Linked DNA regions of Sus scrofa: all the other regions are linked to region 4. Evidence: chromatin contacts called from public Hi-C and promoter capture Hi-C data. All regions are on one chromosome and are shown on one strand. The core of a region is the stretch at or near the end of the contact, and the rest is flanking DNA. Distances in the headings are between cores, read along the strand shown. Region 1 holds the start of UBR5 (E3 ubiquitin-protein ligase UBR5). Region 2 holds the start of RRM2B (ribonucleoside-diphosphate reductase subunit M2 B). Region 3 holds the start of KLF10 (Kruppel like factor 10). Region 4 holds the start of YWHAZ (tyrosine 3-monooxygenase/tryptophan 5-monooxygenase activation protein zeta).

Region 1 (4,950 bases), core at 844-3,343, 1.3 Mb after region 4:
TCAGAAAGTATTCCAAAAGTTTCACAAACATGTTAAATACAATATGGCTACAGCAAAGATTAGACAAATCCGAACCCAATGCCAGAAGCCTCCAGCTTCTCGGATCGAAAAGCTGTTCGCCCCACTCCCAGACCGAGGCCAATATCTTAGCAGCAAGTTAGGCCTCTTCCTCCCTCCGGGAAGCGCATGACAAACAGGGCGTCATGCAATTTATGTCACCGGTCACTTAACAAAAATATCTAACTTCTAAACTTGAGCCGAGATGGCCTTCTAAACTCAAAAGGAATAGAGAGCAGCGAAAGTGTTGGGAGAGAAGGAGGCTTAAAATGTCCCACTCTCTAACCCTGTAAATACTTAGCCCATCATTAGATCTGAGTCCTGGATTCTAAGACTGGCTTTAATGGAGTCTTCCCTCAACCTCCTCGGAGGCTGTTTTGCAACAGTGAAGGAACTTTTCCTGCTTTATCTCAGTTCCCTGAGAGCATGCGGCCCTGCAATTCAATATCCTAAACTGGCACTGAACGGTGGAGGAGGGAAGGGGAGGAATCCAGGGCCAAAACAGCCTTCTTATGAAAGACAAAAAAAAAAAAAAAAAAAAATCATAAATCCTCCTCCGCCCAGAGCAAAACCCATCCCAGAAATTTACAGCATGTTAAGAAAAGCAGCAGTGCGAACTGCAAACGCAAGAGTTTTCCTTTGACTCTACGCACGGTTTTCAGCTGTCAAATTACAACTCAGGAAAACACTATCATTAGAATAAAAAAGGAAACAAAAAAGCTCGCAACATAGGGGCCGGGAGCAGGAGCTGCCAGCATCATTTCGGGAGAAGCAGAGCAAAGGGAACCCAATCCACTTCCCCACCTCCGCCTAAATTTATCCCCTCCCGGGACAGGCAAACCTCACTGCAGGGACTCAAATTTAATAATAATAACAATAATCATGGCGCTTCCTCCCTCCCCCCAACCGCGATCTGCCGGGAATCAGCTTCTCCCCACCCACCCCCCTCCCCCGGGATCTCCAGGCCCGGATGGTCCAGAACACCCCACCGGACACGGCTCCCCGGGGCCCGGGCGAGCCCAGCCTACCCCGGGGCCCCACGCCCGGCTTCTCCTCTTCCCTCTCTTTTTACCTCCACCATCCCCCATCCGCATTGTCTGTCTCAATTCAACTTTGACTAATATGGATTCCTCGGGCCTGGGCCGGGCGGTAATTACATGCCCCCCCCCCCACACACACACACACCGGGAGCCGGACCCCCCCTCCCATCTCCACCGAGTTCAACGCGGCTCCTCCGTGGAGGGGGGGCGGGGGTGTAGGAAGGAGGGTGCAGTGCGCTTTCCCGTCCACACCACGCTCCCCACCGCCCCCGCGGCCCCGGGGCCCCAGGACCAGAAGTTTACCCCGGAGGGGCCTAGCCGGGGGCAGTGAGGACCCCCGTTCCCCCGCCGGCCGGTCGGCGCGTAAACACCGGCGCCCGCCCCGGCGCGGCCCCGTGGGGGAGGGGAGGGCGGGGAGGCGCCCCTCCCCCCGCCCGCCCGCCCGCCCGCTGGCCCTATTACCTGTCATTGAGCTGGTCCTCGGTGCCCGGCAGCGGGTGAACCACGAAATGGATGGACGTCATGGTGCTTCCTTCTCGTCCTCCTCCGGAGGACTGCCCCCTCCCGCTATGCACCCCCCGGATCCCTTCCCCTCCCCAAAACCCACAGCCGCCGCCGCCGCCACCTCCCAGTCCCCAAAAGGAGAGAAGCAAATGCGCAGGGGCCGCTGCCGCCTCCCTGCCGAGCGTGTGTCCGCGGCGCGGCGGTCCGGGCAGGAGGGCGGATCAACACGCCACCGGCTCCCCCGGCGACAGCGCGCAAGAGTGCGAGGCCGGGACCCGGGGCGCGCCGCCGCCAGCGGCAGCCGGGCGTCGGGAGAAGGGCCGACTGGGGAGGGAGGAGCGAGGCGGGCTGCGGGCTGCGGGGCTGGTGTGGTCCCGGCGGCGGACGGGGTCCGGAATAAGGAGGTGGGGAGGGAGATGAGCCCGCACCGCGCGTCACTGGCAAGAAGCCGCCGCCGCCGCCGCCAGCACCGCCGCCGCCATCTTCACTTCTGCCCCAGTTTCTCCGTCTCGCAGGCTCCGCTCCCGAGCCGCGGGGGAGGGGCGAACGGGAGGAGGAGGAGGAGGGAGGAGACCGGCGGGCGGGGGCACGGCTGCGAGGGGGCGGGGCTCCGGGAAACGGGCGGTAAGGCCCTTTCGATTGGGCGGCTCAACGTTGTCGGGCCACGACGCTGTAAGGCGCGTGCGGATTGGTCCGTTCTGATCCCGAGCCCAGCCCCCTGGGGGTGGGATATCTCCGGAGTGAGTGTTCCGGAGAGCACGTGTTAAGGGAAGAGGAGGCGGAGGGGTGAGCCGGTCGGGGTGGGGAGAACTGGAGGGAGGCTAAGTGTGTATCCCCCGGGGGAAGGGGGGGCTGGGAAAGAAGAGGGGGTTCTTCGTTCTCTCGCTCTTATTACCCTCGGGGAGGCCCTAATTATTTTGCGGACCCTTAGGGGGTTTTTGTTGTTTCTCGTCCTTGATCCGCAGCTATATTTAAAGTGGAAATGTAAAATTAGTCAAGGGGCAAGAAATACACAGCCTTTTACTGTAGAAGTAAGGTAGTTATGTAAGAACCTTTCCAGAAGGTCCAATAGTAGGATCCTAGAGCTGACTTTGCAGCTACTACGTTTATCACTCTGATCTCCCCAATTTCCCCAACACCAGCACCATCATATACCCGCACGAAGACAAATGTGGAAATTTCCACCCATTTCCTGCTTTGAATGATTCACGATTTTTTTTTTTTTACTACTTTTAAATGAAAGATGATATATCTCTTCTACAAAGATGTTTCGTTCTTCAGTTTACTGTCAGTGGGATCATAACTGCTAAATCTATCTGCTTTTTTCTAGGGAACCAGTTCATAGCTTTCTTCTCAAAGGCTTCTACAGCTGCTTCAGAAAATCAAGTACCTCTTTCAAGACAAAAAAAAAAGTGAAGGAGACCCCATCATGGTGCAGCAGAAACGAGTCCGATTAGGAACCATGAGGTTGCAAGTTCGATTCCTGGCTTCGCTCAGTGGGTTAAGAATCCCACATTGCTTAGAGCTGTGGTGTAGTTTGCAGATGCAGCTTGGATCCCACCTTGCTGTGGCATAGGCAGCAGCTGTAGCTCCAATTAGACCCCTTGCCTGGGAACCTCCATATGCCCCGGGTGGAGCCTTAAAAAAAAAAAAAAAAGAAAACATGAAGCCTCTTCTCCAGTATGTTTGGATATTCATTAAACCAGGGTTCCTATGAAACATTTTTAATATTAACTACCACTCTTCTGCTAATGCATTACAGACATAGACACACACACTCTTTTGCTTAGGAAGTTCTTTTGAACAAAATACATGAAAATTTATTTATAATTAAGATAGCGTAAATAGCCCTGGAGACAGATAATGGAACACTTTTGTAGGTCGCCAGCTCCAAATTGGCCCAGATTAATTTAGACTAAAAAGTGACTTCAAGGCCACTGTCTATTAGAAGTCCATGGGAGACATAGGGAAGCAGGGTAGACCAGTGGACACTGCTGGTTTTGGAGCTAGACAGATGTGAATTTGTGCCCTGTTTCTGTTGCTTAATGTGACTTTTATTAAATCATTTAACCTGTCATAAATATTTCTCATTTGCGAAATATTCCATAGTAATAGATCTATATAGGGTTTCAGTGAGGCCTAAACAAGTAAACAAGTGTTCAAGCTCCTAGACCACTTTATAATAGTAGTCTCAGCAGATGCTTTTATTTGTCTCACTATGTGCCACTTGGCAAATGTATCACTTGACTACATACTACTTTATACACTTAGGTCTTTTAATAGCACCCTCTGGGGTAAATAATATTCTCTCCATTATATAGATGAGGACACTGAGGCTAAAACACTTACGGTAAGTGCTGAAGATGAGACTTAAACCTAAGTCATCTAACCTGATTCCATTGCTCTTTCCACTATACCACAATGGTATATGCCATCTAGTTAATAATTTAGAAGGAATAGACTATTCAAAGTCAATAGGGAAAAAAATGTGATATGATAAATACAATAAGAGTGCTATGAAAGTTAAAGGAGGAAGTGGTTCCATCCAAGAGAATTAGAAATGTCACTTAAGCTGAGCTTTCAAGAATATTATGGGAAAAGAGAACCTCTAACTTAAACCTTGTCATTTTGGATGTGCCCCTGGACAAATTCCAAACACCATGCCCATACTTTGCTTCATTTCTCTTTCTTCCACATCTGTCTTCCTTTTCATTCAGAGTGCTTCTACTCTGCTTCCAACTCAAGGTTACCCACTCATAGTTTCCTAGAACCCAGACTTTCTGACCCAGTTGAAGGCCAGTCTCATTGTTCTAGGCAGCCCATTCAAACTTGGTCTTTGACTGAGAGCCATCTTGGCATTACCCCTGGCTGGCATGTTAGGAAGAACTTTCCTCTCCCCACACTCCGGTGGGTCACACTTTTGTTTTTTGTTTTTAGGGCTGCACTTGAAGCATATGGATGCTCCCTGGCTAGGGGTCAAATCAGAGCTATTGCCACTGGCCTACGCCTATAGCCACAGCAGTGTGGGATCCGAGCCACGTCTGCAGCCTACACCACAGCTCACAGCAATGCTGGATCCTTAACCCACTGTGCAAGGCCAGGGATCGAACCTGTGTCCTCATGGATACTAGTCAGATTCGTTTCCGCTGAGCCACAGTGGGAACTCCAGGTGGGTCACACTTTGAAGAGGAAAAGAAAAACAGAGAAAAAGGCACAGAGTTGTGCAAGCCCATCACAAGGATGGGGAAGGAGGGAGTAATGGCGATAAGCAAGGATCAGGCAGAAGCTTTTTCAAGAGTCAAAGTGCAGTCAGAACAGGTCTCCAAAGGAGGTGGGAGTGGCCTTCTTT
Region 2 (4,333 bases), core at 486-2,985, 1.2 Mb after region 4:
TTTCAAGCCCATCTATAAACTCTTTAAGACAGTGTTCTTAAAATGTGTACCAGGATCACCTGATGTGCTCGTTAAAACTCCAGTCCCAGACCCACCCCAAGAGATTTTTGATTTACTAATTTGGGGTATAGGCCCAGTAATTTACATTTTTTAACAACGAGTTCCAGGTGATTCTGATGCAGGTGGCCCATGCTGCACCAATATATCTAGAGAAACAAAAATACTTAAGGCATCCTTGAATCTCAAGTTTAAAACAGGCGCTCATTCAAATTCATTCTAGATCTAAAGTTATGCCTTTGTCTTTGTGGGTCTGTATCCAGACAGACATAATAAGTAAAATTTAACTTCCAGGTCTTAGGTCTGAATAACCTAAGACTAGCTTCTTTTGGTGTTACTAGCACAAACAAAATAGTTGAGTTGCCCCATTAGTCTAAGGGGAGTGGTACTAAATTATTTATTTCAAAAGGGAAATAAAGAGTTTGAGGGATATTTACAATATATATAGTTACTAAATGTCTACAAAATCAAATCCCAAATCTTGAATCTACAATTTTCTGAAGAAGTTTAGAGCTAAGCAAGAGTCACTGAGAACTGAAACTCTGTTCAATCAAAGATACTACACACAGCAACAGGTTTAAAAGTATTTACAAAATATCACGGTATGAAAATTACAGCACAATTTGAACTACCCTACAACCCTACAGTCTACCGAATCCCAGCTTACTGTTATGTACCTCTACTAATATAGAAGTAGAGCAGATTAACATGGCTCATGGTTTTATTATGTACCCCCAACTTCCGTGGCACTTTGCATAAAGCTTTTTTTTGCTTAACCCTCTGTGAGGGAAAGCATCACTTCCATTGAATACATGAAAAAAAGTGATACCCCAAAGATTCATAGCTACTTTAGCCAGGTCTGCGCAAAACTGGCCGCCCAACTGATCATTTCCATTGTTAGGAGGATTTCTCGACGCCTTTCTGCCTATTATCGTCACCCCATCCACCTGTGTCAATTTCCACAGCCTCAGCCCAAGTCCTTTTAACCAGCCCAGAGATGGCATGCATTTCTCCAGTAAATGCCATGAGTCCTCGGCATTTGCCTCAATTTCCCCAGCCAGGGCTCCAGAACAGGGAAGGATGGAAAGGGAAAAAAGGGGTGAGCCTCGCTCGGGTCTGAAGTCTCAGAGCGTTGCCCTTGGGTAGCCTCGGGGCAGATCAGTGGAGCAGAAACCCAGCTACCTCCTGACCCCTCCCTGGGGACGGCCTCCCTAGCGCTAGAAAAGATGAAACCAGGCTGCGGCGAAGGCTGGAGGCCGGGCCTACACCAGGTTTCTGACGACAGTGAGTAGAATTTCCCATAGTGAAATTGCGCAAGGTGCAGGACCCAGCAGCAACCCGCACTCTAGAGGCCAGGCGTGACTGCGGGGCGGGAGAGGAAGCGACAGCAAGGTTTACCTCCTCCTGTTCAGACCCTGCCGCTTCCGGCCTTTCCGCGTCTCCCATCGCGCAGACTCCGCCAGAGCTACCGGAGCAGAGGGAACCCAGAGCCTCAAGCCACCTCGAACTAGGACAGAACCAAGTGGCCAGCGGGTCCTCTGGGTAGGCCCCGCCCCCAGACGCAGAGACCCTCCTACTTCTGTCTGCCCGCCCCGCTCCACTGTGCTACCCGGTTTTCTCGCCGGCCCATTGCGTGACTATCCTAGCTGTAACCTGGCCCCGCCTCCCCTGCCTCAGGGATCCGCCTACTTCGGCCGGCATCGCCTCAATCCTCTGTGCAGGCCCCACCTCCTGCCAAGGCCGGAGTAACTCTCTAGGTTTCCGCCAACTTCTCACAGCTCCACTGCCCCGGCCCCGCCTCCCACCAGCCCAGAGAAGCCCCTCTGAGCCTGCCAGCCCCGCCTCCCGTGCCTCCGGGCCCCTCCTCCTCCTCAGACCCCGCCCCTCAGGCCCCGCCTCCTCTTCAGACCCCTCCCCGCTGGCCCCGCCTCCCGCCCGCTCTCCGAAGGAGCTCGCCGCAGCTCCGGGCCCCGCCTCCTCAGCAGAGCCTGCCCTGCCCCGCTGCCCAGCCTCGCCTCCCAGCCTAGCAGCATGGGGCTCTCCGCCTTGGGCTTTCGGCCCAGCCTGCGTCGCCCGGCTCTAGGCGCCCAGTGCGAGAGGTTGCCGGGACATGCCAGGTCACCTCTCCAGCTCGAGACTCCCCAGCTAGCTCTCGCCGTGCCTCCGGAACACGGTATGTCGCGCTAACTCGGCCGGTCCTGAGAGACTCCCAGGTGCCTGTCGGACCACACACCGAAGGGGCTACGGAGGAGAGAGCGCTCTGGGCGTGTGGAGTGGTGGCGGTGCGGGAAGCCACGCTCTTGGTGAAAACAGAGCCGCCCCGCTACACCCTCAGTGAGGAGGAAAGGCTGCCGGGCTTTGTCCTTAGCCGAAAAGGAGAGGCTGAGGGAAAGTGTGGGGACGGCTCGGTGGGGCTTGAGAGTGACGGAAGGCAGGGACAGAGTTTGAAGGCGGCTTCCACACCCTAAGCTTGTGGTGACACCTGCCGAGCTCTTAGCAAGAGCCAGGCGCTGTGCCGCGCTGTCAGCCGGGCCGCGGAGGCTCAGGATGTCCCTCCGTTTACAGACCAGAAACTCGGGCTTGGGATTAACGACCGAGGTTTTCCAGCGCCAGAAAGTAGGAGGTTGCCCCGCTCCCTGCGAAACGCTCTTCTCAAGGCCAAAAGGCAGTGGTGGAGGGAGGACAGACCCCCGTGGGCTGGCCGAGCGTACTGGCTGCTGCTCGTCCCCTCTCTGGGGGGAACTGTCTCAAGATGACTGCCACGGAAAGAAAAAAATAATTGGGTCTTAAACAAGAAAGGAGGTGAGAGAAGGATTTGCTTTAGTAGTTTGAGGCTGACATACCGAGGGAAGCTTGTCAGGCCTTGAACAACAGGCACCTGCTTTGTGGATCGCTGGGTGAAGAATGGTAAAAACAGGGTAGAAAATTAAGGTTCGAAAATGATGAAAGCTCGTTCTCAAACCTGCCCTACATCAGAGGCAACTACTAGGGGCCAAGTGCTGAGTAAAAAAGTTTACATATGTTAATTTTGAATAATTGTTAAGGGAGTTCCTGCTGTGGCACAGTGAGTTAAGGATCTGGCATTGGAGCACCTGTGGCCTAGGTCACACCTGCAGCTGGGATTCAGTCTTTGGCCTAGGAACGCCCATGTGTGGGGAGGGGTGAGGGTTGCAGCTGGAAAAAAAAAAAAAAAAAAAAGATAAGTTTTGTGAGGAAAATGAGTCTTAAAGAAGTTGGATAATTTATCACAGGCCACGTGACAAATAAAGGGCAAGGATTCTACTATTTAATTAAAGTTATCAAATAATATATCTACTGTTTGTCAAGGTGTGATATTCAGAATTAAAGATACAAAAGTGAATGAGCCTAGTGAAAAAGAACATGAATCCTAGAATCATATCATTGTGGGCATGTGCTACCTTGGACAAGTTACTTAGCCTTTTTGAGACTCAGTTTCTTCATCTGTAGGATAAGAAAAATTCCTTCCTTGAAGGATTGTTGTGTGGATTTACTACTTGTAAAGTTCCTACAAGTTCCACACAACAAGTAGTGGATTTACTACTTGTGAATTTATTAGTCGTAAAGCACTAAATGAGGTGGAAAATTACAACTGTAGGGAGTTCCCATCGTGGCTCAGCGGAAACGAATCTGACTAGTGTCTATGAGGACACAGGTTCGATCCCTGGCCTTGCTCAGTGGGATAAGGATCCAGTGTTGCCGTGAGCTGTGGTGTAGGTTGCAGATGCGGCTTGGATCCCGCATTGGTGTGACTGTGGCGTGGGCTGGCAGCTACAGCTCTGATTCGACCCCTGGCCTGGGAACCTCCATATGCCATGGATACAGCCCTAAAAAGACCAAAAAATGAGAAATTATACAGAGGGGTCCCATCAAACCTTCACCTGGTTTCCCCCATGGCGCTCCTAAACAGGCCATCCTAGAGGTCGTGGAATGGAAGGGCTCAACTGAGTTGCTTAAATCACGTTTCTTAGATTCATTGAAAACACAGAGCAAGGGGAAAGAGTTGGGGTGTCTAACCTATTTAAGATAGGATGCGGGAGGGAAGGGAGTGGAAAAACCATACTATTCAAATGTTAATGATAGTATTCCTGTATCCTGACTTTGCTGCATCAGCCTTCCTGGCTGGTGGTATAGTTAGAAACACCAGTGTTGAGGATGGGCACAGGGGTCTCAGCAGCGGAGCCAACATGCACTTGCTCTTTTAGAGGGGTGCAGGAGCAGCTGTAACTTGCCACAAATTAGCTTTCTGAGCAGCTAT
Region 3 (5,061 bases), core at 975-3,474, 1.5 Mb after region 4:
AAAAAAAAAAAGAGCATTCTTTATGTTGCAAGGTATTATTCTTAACGCTTGTTTAAAAAAATGCATAAACCCTTCATGTTGAAACCCTAAGAAAACGACCATTTCTCTTGAAATATCGCTAACTATGCAATTGCATAATCCCGCGCCCTTTATGTAAGCTGCAGCGGACAGCGCATGTTTGTGTAAAAGCCTCAAGACGCCAAAGCAAAGCAAAAAAGAGAAAAGGCAGGCAGCCGGGAAGCAGAGTACGAGGTGGGAAGGGCCGGAAAAGAAGCCGGGAGGGGAGGAGGACTGGGAGTGGGGCGCTAGGCAGGAAAGGGAAGCGCGGGCGGAGGCGCGGGCGGGGGAGGCAGACGAGGGGCGGGGGCGGACGGCGGGGGAGATCCTCGCTGGCGGGGACAGACAGATGGGGCCGCCCTAACCTCAATGAGGCTCGCGGGTGAGTCACTGGGAACATTCCTCGCCGCTCGCACGTCCCCGCTTCCCTGCCTCCGCCATTGGCCAGCTGGCCGGGCGGCCCGGGCTGGGATTGGCTGGGCCTCGGAGGGCGGGGCGCGGAGGAGGAGGAGGAGGGGGCGAGGCATGTGAACAAAGCGTGATCAGCGGCTGCTCCGGGCGGCGCAGGAAACGTGAACTGGGAATTGCCGCGCCGTCACCTTTCACCTACTTCCTGAGCCCGCGGGCCCCCGCCCTCGCGCCGGGCCGGGGGAGGGGCCGCGGGCGCCGCCGCCAACCGCCCGGCAGTGCGCGCCCCAGCCCGCGGGGAGGGGCGGGGCCCTGGGCCGGGGAGCGCCCGCCCCTTCCAACTCCCAGCGAGCCGCCGTTCCCTTAGGAACCGACAGCGGGGCCGGGCTTTGCTCCCGCCCCTGGCGGAGGCCGGAGCTGGGTCACTCGGGGACGAGAAGCTCCCCGAGCGCACCCGCTCCCGGCCCACCCCCAGCCTCCGCCTCAGCTGCCGGGGGAGGAGCCGGGTCCCCGCGGAAACCCGGCCCCCGCCCTCCTCCGGCCGCAGCCCCCGGGGACCTAGCCGAGCCCTCTGCGCTTCCCGCCCACGCCGCCCGCGGGATTTCGGACCACCCTGACTCTCCCCGAAGATGCGGCGCCCCCTCCCCGAGGTTTCCTGCAGCTCCGGCCCCAGCCCGTTGCGCATCTCCACGAGTTCCCAGACGTGCAGCCCCAACAGGCCCCGGCTCCAGACGCGCGGCCCCACGGCCTGCGGCTCCCGCCTTAACACGCTGCCCCCGCGTCTCGCGGCCCGGCTCCCCCCGCCCACCTTCTCCGCCCTGCTGCTGGGTCCCGCTTCCCACCCTCACATCGCCGAGGCGGCTCTCTGCCCCCTCCGAGAGGTGCTCAGAGTGTGGCCACCTGCCTGCCCCGGGAATGGGAAGTCCCTCCAGACGTCGGGGGGGGGGCAACTCCGCGGCCCCCCTCAGGGGTCCCGGGGCCGCGTGCCATCCCCCACGCTCCTGCCAGTCGCCCCTCCCCCAGTGGTCGGCTATCTGCTGAGCAGCCCCCGTCCCGCAAGCCTCCGTTCAGACCGCCTAAATGGGGAGCCCCCTTTCCTCTCCTGCGGACACCTTGCCCCGCAAATCCTCGCAAGCACTACTCTCCCACCCTGGGTTGCATTCCTGATCTAGACAGAGGCAGCTCTCTACAGCACCAGGTGCAGGGTGGCCCCCTCACCCCCCTCCTCCTTCCACACCTCCTATCCTCGCTGAAAGGGTAGCAGCCCCCACCCCACTCTTGCCACCCCTCCAGTCATCCTCCCCCTCACCTGCTTCAGGTCTCCCGGCAGAGCTGACCCTTTCCCTCATTACACCTAGAGCAAGAACCCCCTCTCCCTTCGTCTCTAGACCCCAGCCTGCTTCTCCTGACCCTCTTCACTACGCACGCCGTCACTAAAGACCGGTCTGCACACAGAAAGCCCCTTCCTCTCCTACGACTCCACTGCAGCCCCCGTCCTCCGGCGTGGCTGATGTCACGGGGCTCAGGCTTCGCGCCCCCCGGGGGCCCCTCAGACGCAGCATAGGCCAGGAAGGACAGGGGCATCCCCAGGTGACTTACCGCAGCTTGCTGGAGAGAAGCGCCGAAGTTGAGCATGGTTGGCTGCCTGGCCGCCCGCGGCGAGCTGACTGGCTGCTAGGCTGGTTGGCTGCCTGGCCACAGACGGGCGCCCAGAGACACTCGACGCCACTCCCGCCGCCGCCGCGCTCCGCGCCGTCTGCCCCCTCCCCATTCAGGTAGCTGCTCCGCCTGCCCCGCGCCGCGGGAGGGGGTGGGGGCGGAGCCTGCTATCGGCCAATCAGCGACAAAGGTGTGTGAGGCGCCGGCCAATGGGCTAGCGGAGCCACGCGTGATCAGCGGCTGCCCGGCAGCGTGAAGCTTGTGTCAGTGGAGCGTGTACACAATCCCCGGCAGCGTGTTCCCTCGGCCCAGCCCGAGGGAACTCCCGCCGCCACCTGACTCAGTGACACCGCCCCCACCCCTCATCCACGCCCCCGCCTGTAGTTCCCCCTCCCTGGCCTGGGTGGGGGGCGGCGCTGAGAACGGGGGCCTAGCCCGGAGGCGCGGCAGCGGCGGCGCGCCCAGGGACTGCGGAGGGCCGGCCCCACGTGGGAGGTGGGGAAGGATGCCCGCTCCGCCCTGTCCCCGCCGCACGAGGCCCCATCTCGGCTCTCCGCGGGGTAGGCGGGACGCCGGGTAGCCAGGCGGGGGAGGCAGTGGCTGCAAGCCAAGGGTCCCGAGCCAAGAGATTTGCATTTGGAAGCGCCGTCCCCTTGCGCGTCTGGCGAGAAAACAGAGCCCGGTGACCGACTGAGCTGCATTTTTGGAGCATTTGCAGGGTTCTGACTCGCAGAGCCCTGGATAGCACCAAGGGAGGGTAGGAGAGGGAAGGGAATCCTGTCACTATGCGGACACCTGCTCCTGCGCCCCCCGCCCACGCCAGGGCCGGCGGCGCGGGCTCGCCCTCTCCATCTGCGCTGCCTGCGGCATTGCCCGCCCCCGTCCGCCCCGCCCATCCTTCCTCCTGGGCGGTGGAGAGAATGCTGTGGGGACGGCAGGAAGCCCCGAGAACTAGACCAAGGGGGTGATGGGGAGCCATAGACTAGAGTTCTTATCTTTCTCTGGCGCCGGCGCTCGTTTGCAGAATCGAGTTTTGAGCTCGCTCTAAAGTTTAAATTGCAGTCTACCAGCTGTTTCAAAGGTAGACCCTACCCCCACACACACCCCAGGCCAAGGCCTCCGGAAACGCTCTGCCAGGAAACTGCTGCTGGGGATGGGGTGGGGATGCGGTGGGGCGGGGTCTTCTAGGGTCGCCTGGCGCCAGGCAGGGCACGCCTGCGGGTGGGTTGCAGTGGAAATGCCCATCAAATCAAAGACACAATCCCCACCCCCACCCCACCCCAACCCCACCCCCGTCCCCGGCCGGCGAAAGCACCGGCCCCACCCCCCCCAACCCCCCCGCCCTGACCCACTGGCTGATCTGAGGCGGTCTGGGGTTTCCAGAATGCGAGACTACGGTTCTGCTTTGGCTATTTGCCCCCTTTTGGCCTTTTGGTGTCTGTTCATGGCAGCTGTTGTTGGAGAGGGCAATGATAACTCGGCTTAAAGCAAAGGAGATTTTCTCTTTCCGAGGTCTGAACACAGGTCACAAATCACTGCGCCTTCCTCCAGGTGTCTCGCCTCTGTGTGTAACTGAACGGCTAGTTTAAGTGTCCTCTTTCCCAATAATCACAAAATGAGTATAGAAAAGGGAATGAATTATTTTAAAAACAGCCACATCTATGAACATCTTTTAATGGTTCCTTCTGGAATATCTCTTCTTGTATATCTAAGGCCCAGGCTAGCCAACAACAGTAGTAGCAATCAACCAAGGCCAGAGCCGCCCACTGCGAGAGGGGAAGAGGACTGAATGGCCTCCTGTCACAGCCTCGCCTGAATCTGCTGGACGAGCGCCAGCTCAGCAGCCCAGGCAGCTCTTCCTGTCTCCCCTCTATCCCATGCCCCAGCTTCTGTCTGCAGGGGTGTTCCTCCCTGCTGGCTTCCTTCCGCCTGGGCTGTCCCATCCTGTTGATCTGAACCTAAGGGTACTGGAGCAGCTGGCCCTGGGCACCTGCTGCAGCAGAGGAAGCTCCTGCCTGTGCCCAGCCGGCAGCCCAGCCTTCCTTCCTGTCAGGGAGCCACCCCCCTCCGGTGGCCACAGCCAGGCCTCCAGGTCTGAACTTGGTCCCTTCCTCAGGAATGTGGGGCCTGCTGGCATAGTGCCCCAGCGTGCTGAGAAGCAGGGAGCATTTATGGCTTGTGGGAGTGATTCAAAACAGGAAAGAAAAGAAGGGGTAGGAGAAACAGTGTGGCGGTGGCACAATTCCTAGAGATTCAGAGAAAGATGTTCCTCACGCACCTCAGACTCAAAGTAACCAAAACTAAAATCCTTGTTTTTACTTCTTCCCATATGCGGCTCTCATCTCCAGCCTTCACCTCTCCCCCAAAGCCCTGAATCCAGTAGGTCCCCAGATGCCAGCAGTCTTGCCTCAGGAATACCTCTCTTCCCTTACTTTCCATTTGTCACTCAAATGTCACTCTAGGCCAGTCTGGCATCAACTCTTTAAACAATCTGTGCTCTCCTCACCCAAGCCCCAGTCCCAGCCCCACTGGCACCCCCAGTGCCAAACTCTCTACACTAAAACCAGAGTGGGCTTTTTGAAAGTCCTGATGCAATCATGACACTCCCTACTTAAAAATTATCCTTTGCTCCTGCTGCCTAGGGAAGAAAAGCCCATTCCATTCTGCCCCCAACCCTCCCCACCCTCCCAATGGTCATCTTCCACCCAGACACACCCTTGCCCATGGCCACATCCTTATTCAGTAAATACTGTGATGTTCCTTTATCTGCTCCATTCAACAATATTTGTTGAGTACATGTGTTGTGGGTACTGGGACAATAGCAATGAATAAGACAGGCCAGGTCCCTGCTCTCAAAAGGCTTGGATGGGAAGACAAAGATAAGGAGACTATATATATATATACATATATATATATATATATATAATCACTTATGAC
Region 4 (4,960 bases), core at 236-2,735:
AGCTATCAGTGTAAAGATTTCAAGTTAGTTATCAAAACCAAACTACACACAAAAGATACCACATGAAGACTGTGAGGCCATGTTAAGATAACTGTCCTTTAAAAGAGAGCCTAAAGAAAATTAACATTTGAGAAAAATATTCAATTTAGGAACTGAAGCTATTCCATTAATGTAAAAGAATACCACTACAACTGTACCAAACCCCAAACCCACAACAGCAGAAATAATTCTGTACTGCTCATTACAGCAGTTCTTCCATGAACAACGATCAAATAATAAGTAGTGCAGCTGGATTTTCAGAGAAATTGGGATACTGTATACAAGAGCGCTGCCATAATGAGACCCAATGTATAACCTAAAGTCCTACAATATAAGGGTAATCATTTAGTAAAACCCACTTTAAGTGCAAAAATGCCTGGTTCATTAAAAAGGGAAAGTATTAGCATATATAGGATGTTATATGCTAAATGGTCGATCTTCTACCAGTTTATCCTCAGATTGAAACTCTTCTGAAATAGAAAGTTACCATTTTTAAGAAAATGTTAAAACAGCCAAAATGTAATGTTCAATTTTTCTAAGGTATTTAAAAAAGCAGCCATTCAACACAGTAGGGACTGAATACTTAAAATACTTCTTGAGTGAACCTGGAAAATAAAGCTTGAGATAATCTTTTATTGTGGTTGTCAATGTTCAAAGATGACTTTCAACACTTAAAAGCAGGAAGAAAGAAAAGCAACTGCTAAGCCAGTTTTCACCATGGCTGACTCACTACATTAACATTATAGTGGCTAGCTCAGGGAAGGCTACAATGTCTCCCATTACATCTTACATAAAACAAGACATATAAAATTCCTGCAGTGTATTTTTTACTTTTAAGAAAATCAGCCATAGAACTACCACAAATACTCTAACCACAACTGAAAAATACTATTATCTTCTCCATTAGAAAAAAAATACACTGGCAGTCTATGTGAAATGATTGATAATCATCATTGCATTTATTTTATACCAACTTAATTTAACCACTACTGTTTTAACATCTTTTAGTAAAGATATTCTGGAAGACTTGGAAATCTAGAACACCCCTTTTTTAAAAGGAAAAGAAAAACCAAAAAAAGAAAAAGTTGACAGTAACATAACTGATATTCACTATAGATGCTAGACTGAATGGTTGGATTCTCACCAGTACATCATTGCAGATATCTCTTAGCTCGGTCTCAATTTTCTCTCGGTATTCTCGAGCCATCTGCTGTTTTTTCTCAGCACCTTCCGTCTTTTGCTCAATACTTGAGACGACCCTCCAAGATGACCTACGGGCTCCTACAACATTTTTATAAGCAACTGAGAGAAGATTCCTCTCCTCATTGGATAATTCAGCTCCTTGCTCAGTTACAGACTTCATACAGGCTGCCATGTCATCATATCGCTCAGCCTGCTCGGCCAGTTTGGCCTTCTGCACCAGCTCATTTTTATCCATGACTGGATGTTCTGCAGGAGAGAAAAAGTAGCATTTAGATATTTTTTCCATTAAAACAATCAGACTCAACTTTAATTCTCTTGTAAATAAGCTGTGTTAACACCCCAAACCTAATTACCTATGGAAGATTCTTCACATGAGGAATTTAATGCAGCCTCACAAAAGGATGTTCAGAATGAGAAAAAAAATTGATATACTCAGCATGCAGATGGTCATTTATAGCCATTAACAACAGTTTTGCTTTAGCAAAACTAAAGCAGCTTTGCCTCATCTTTGTTCAGAAGATCCTAATTTCACATAAGGTCAAAGCACATTTGACCAAGAGCCTTGAAAACCAACCTTTATCTTACTTGGTCAAAATTTCCACTCAGTTTCCATTATCACTAAGTAATCCAAAATCAAGGAGCTTATCTTTAGTGAAGACACCACTTACAAAAACATTACTTTCTGTCATACTTGTGCACGATTCATGTCAGTTTAATTTAATTCATGTCCTTTTAGTTTAATAGTTACTCTTATCAGGAGCATTTAAATTTACCACCCCTACCACAAGTCCACTGATCTTTGCAAATTTGTCACCTGATGACAGCATGCCAATTCTCTAGGAGAAATGACCAAATTTCTTGTTTAAGATATTCTCAATATTAACCCACCACCAAGGATCAAGACCAAAGTGGCCCTAAGGGTTCATTTACCTGTACCTTCTTATATGCACAGTCTTAAAAAAAAAAAGGATATATATATATATCTCCATGAGTCCCGGAACTTCAGTTCTATCTGTGAGCTCTAAATTATGCATAGTAAGTGCTTCCAGTGTGACCAGTGTTTCTGATGTCCTTGTTCAGTTTAAATGATGAATTACTGCACTGTTTCTAGCAGTCAAAATTCAATTGAATACATTACTACTCACGCTTCCCTTCCTAATTCTTTCTCTCATTTTAAAGCTCCCTTGACTTTTCAATTTACCCCCGTTATAGTCTTCCTTAAGATATCCTTTTGAAGAGTCGTAAAACAGCAAAGACACTAAACCATACAGTGATCCCAGAGGGTACACAATTTTAAAGAAAAATGTACAGCCTGAGTGTGGAAGAGAAGAGCTACTGTCACTCACTACGGGAATTGACTCCTTTTACCTTCCCAGGGAAATGCCACAATACTTGGGGGGCGGGGGGGTAACACCCCACAAATCCGAACAGGTCCCCACGTATTTAAACAAGTACTTAGCTAGCTTGAATGGGAAGTATATACTGCTTCAGTGTGAAAACCAAAATTGTGATCGCATAACCCTCCAACCCCCTCCCTTCTCGAAATTACTAATGCGTCCCCTAGGACCTAAAAAATGCTCTCAGGCTAATGCTCCTTCTAATGAAAACTATCTAAAACCAGTACAAAGGTTTCTCTCCTCACCCCCTCGGGTACAAGGGGAAGTGGATTAGGTTTCTCATAGAATAACCAGTGCTCCAATGACTCGCCGCACCCATTTAACCCTTAACGGACGTAAGCCGTCGAGATGAGTAAAACAAAATCCGGCCGACTGTGACTTTAAGGTGCAAACCCTTCTGTCCGCGCCATCCGCAACCCCCTCCTTGGCTCCGCCCAAGCTGGTGCCTCCGCTCAGTCCCCGAGTCTCCCTCTTTGTCATGGCGGATCTGTGTCAAGGAGCCCAACCTACTGCCGAGTGTTAATTCCCCCACCAGAGCCGGAGGGAGGAGCCGCGCGCCCCCGCCCGAGCCGGGGAGGGGGAGCTACCCGCCCGCGCCGGGGGCACGGACGCCAGCACCGCCCGCAGAAGCGGAACCACGACGGGCCGGCCGCGGACACACCCCACTCTCCCACCGGCGTCCGTCCGCCCGCCACCGGACACCGCGGGGGCTCATTTAATCTGCAGGGGACCCGACAGCTGCGGCAGGTGGGGGAGGGGGCGAGCCACACCCAGGCGAGCCGGGCCACCGCCGGCTGTTACGCTTCGGCTCACCCGCCCTGCAGAGTGGGGTCCGCGGCTACACACGCAAGCAGAGGTGTTCTAGCCCCCGCGGAAGGCGAGCTAGACGCGCGGCCCACCGTCTGCCCCATCCTCATCCCTACCCCTACCTGGGCTCCGAGCCCCTTCTCCGCCCAGCGAGAGAAAGCCATCCCCATCCCCCACCCCGCCAGGAACATTCAGGTTCTCCCCCCAGCGGAACCCAGGAAATTCGGCTCTAGGTCGCAGGCGAGCCCCACCCGGGACACCACTCGCCAGAGTCTACCTGGCGGGCGCTTCCGGGCCTCCGAGGATCGGTGCCTGGGCGGCCCTCCCGCCGCGCCCCGACTCGGGTGGGGGAGGGCTGGGTGCCGCCGCCGCAGCGCGGGGCGCGGAGGCTGCGCCGAGTAGCTGGCGGGAGAGGCAGGGGGAGGGGAGAGGGGGGAGGGCGGCGGGGAGGGGGCGGCCTCACCTGCGCCACAGCGATGCCCGCAGCCGCCAAGTCATTCTCTGGGGCGGAAGGGGGCAGCGGGGAAGCGCGGAGGAGGGGGCTTCGGGGGCGCGAGGGGGGACCGATCGCGGCCGGCGCTGCCTCGGCCACTCCCGGGAGCCCGCGGCCAGGCGGGTCCCCGGGGATCCGGCGTGTGGGCGTCCTCCCCACCCCCGGGGACAGGACCGGTCGGGCGTTCGTCCGGGCCGAGGCATCGATCCGGAAGCAAGTAGCCCGAGGCAGCCGCGAGCCGCCCGCCCGAATCCAGCGGAAGAGAAGCCGCCGCCCGTCTCCTCCTGAAGAGACTCCGCCTCAGCCCCAGCGCCGCTCCCGCCGGGCGAACGGGTCGAGGGGATGTGGAGCGGTACGTCCCCCGCGCTTTCCCAAGGCTGGCCTGGGACAGGAAGGAGCGGGGCGAGGCGGCGGCAGCCGGATCCCTTACCTGTGTCCGGAGTGGGTGGCGGCGGACGGACCGGGGTTCAGCAGTCTCTGGGCGGCAGCGGCGAGGCTGAGACTCTGTCCCTAGATCTCGCTGCTCACAGGCTACAGCCGCTCCGCAGACACGGGGTTTCCTCCAATCACCAGCCCCGGCAGCAGGGGCACCACACGCACGATGACGTCAAACGCTGCTATGGCAACCGTTGATTGGTGCCCACAGCTCTGGGGGCCCGGAGCAACCGCCGCTCCCCAGCGCGCGCGACCTGCCCGCCCGCGCCAGAGGGCGAGCTGAGGAGCGCGCGTCCTCTCCGCTCCAGCACTTCCCCCCAGGCTGCTAGGTTTCCAACTTCTTTACTCTTGTCCCGAGTGCGCCTAGGCAGGAAGGGTTTTTTGTGTTTTTTTTTTCCTCCCCTCCTGGCCACCGCTACCCCCTCCCACCTTTCCTTCCCCTCAGGTCCCCCGCAACCCCCGCCGGCTCACTCCTCTGAACTAGCCAGAAGGCAATTTCTCCCCACCCCCACCTTGGGTTTTCGTGCGGCCCTGCTGCGCCTGCGCCAGTTACTCCCTCTAGAAGGGGCTCCGGTTCAGCAACATC

Evidence for each region. Promoter capture Hi-C pulls out the DNA fragments that hold promoters and counts their contacts. Hi-C and Micro-C count contacts between places; a contact is called where the count stands out from the background.
Region 1: a promoter capture Hi-C map of liver shows a contact between it and region 4, with 2.7 times the contacts expected there. The contact joins the promoter of UBR5 here to the promoter of YWHAZ in region 4. A contact is called at or near these places in 1 of 5 promoter capture datasets (liver), 2 of 47 Hi-C or Micro-C datasets (heart right ventricle and liver) and 1 of 2 datasets of contacts at active chromatin or transcription factors (skeletal muscle).
Region 2: a Hi-C map of liver shows a contact between it and region 4, with 2.7 times the contacts expected there. The contact joins the promoter of RRM2B here to the promoter of YWHAZ in region 4. A contact is called at or near these places in 2 of 5 promoter capture datasets (fetal skeletal muscle and liver), 4 of 47 Hi-C or Micro-C datasets (heart right ventricle, liver and skeletal muscle) and 1 of 2 datasets of contacts at active chromatin or transcription factors (alveolar macrophages).
Region 3: a contact with region 4 is called in a Hi-C map of liver, with 4 times the contacts expected there. The contact joins the promoter of KLF10 here to the promoter of YWHAZ in region 4. A contact is called at or near these places in 3 of 47 Hi-C or Micro-C datasets (heart right ventricle, liver and retroperitoneal adipose tissue) and 1 of 2 datasets of contacts at active chromatin or transcription factors (alveolar macrophages).

The regions. Positions count from the first base shown.
Region 1 is chr4:34,642,953-34,647,902 of Sscrofa11.1, reverse strand. It overlaps UBR5 (E3 ubiquitin-protein ligase UBR5), which reads right to left and starts at 2,093. Exons shown (of 59, transcript XM_021089039.1): 1 at 1,560-2,093. The coding sequence starts at 1,621. LOC110260477 (splicing factor, arginine/serine-rich 19-like) reads left to right here and starts at 1,667. Exons shown (of 2, transcript XM_021090802.1): 1 at 1,667-2,387; 2 at 2,932-3,089. The coding sequence starts at 1,667. The coding sequence ends at 2,368.
Region 2 is chr4:34,821,271-34,825,603 of Sscrofa11.1, reverse strand. RRM2B (ribonucleoside-diphosphate reductase subunit M2 B) reads right to left here and starts at 1,735. Exons shown (of 10, transcript XM_021089040.1): 1 at 1,456-1,735. The coding sequence starts at 1,503.
Region 3 is chr4:34,427,295-34,432,355 of Sscrofa11.1, reverse strand. It overlaps KLF10 (Kruppel like factor 10), which reads right to left and starts at 2,224. Exons shown (of 4, transcript NM_001134344.2): 1 at 2,065-2,224. The coding sequence starts at 2,100.
Region 4 is chr4:35,976,352-35,981,311 of Sscrofa11.1, reverse strand. YWHAZ (tyrosine 3-monooxygenase/tryptophan 5-monooxygenase activation protein zeta) reads right to left here and starts at 1,485. Exons shown (of 5, transcript NM_001315726.1): 1 at 1,184-1,485. The coding sequence starts at 1,477.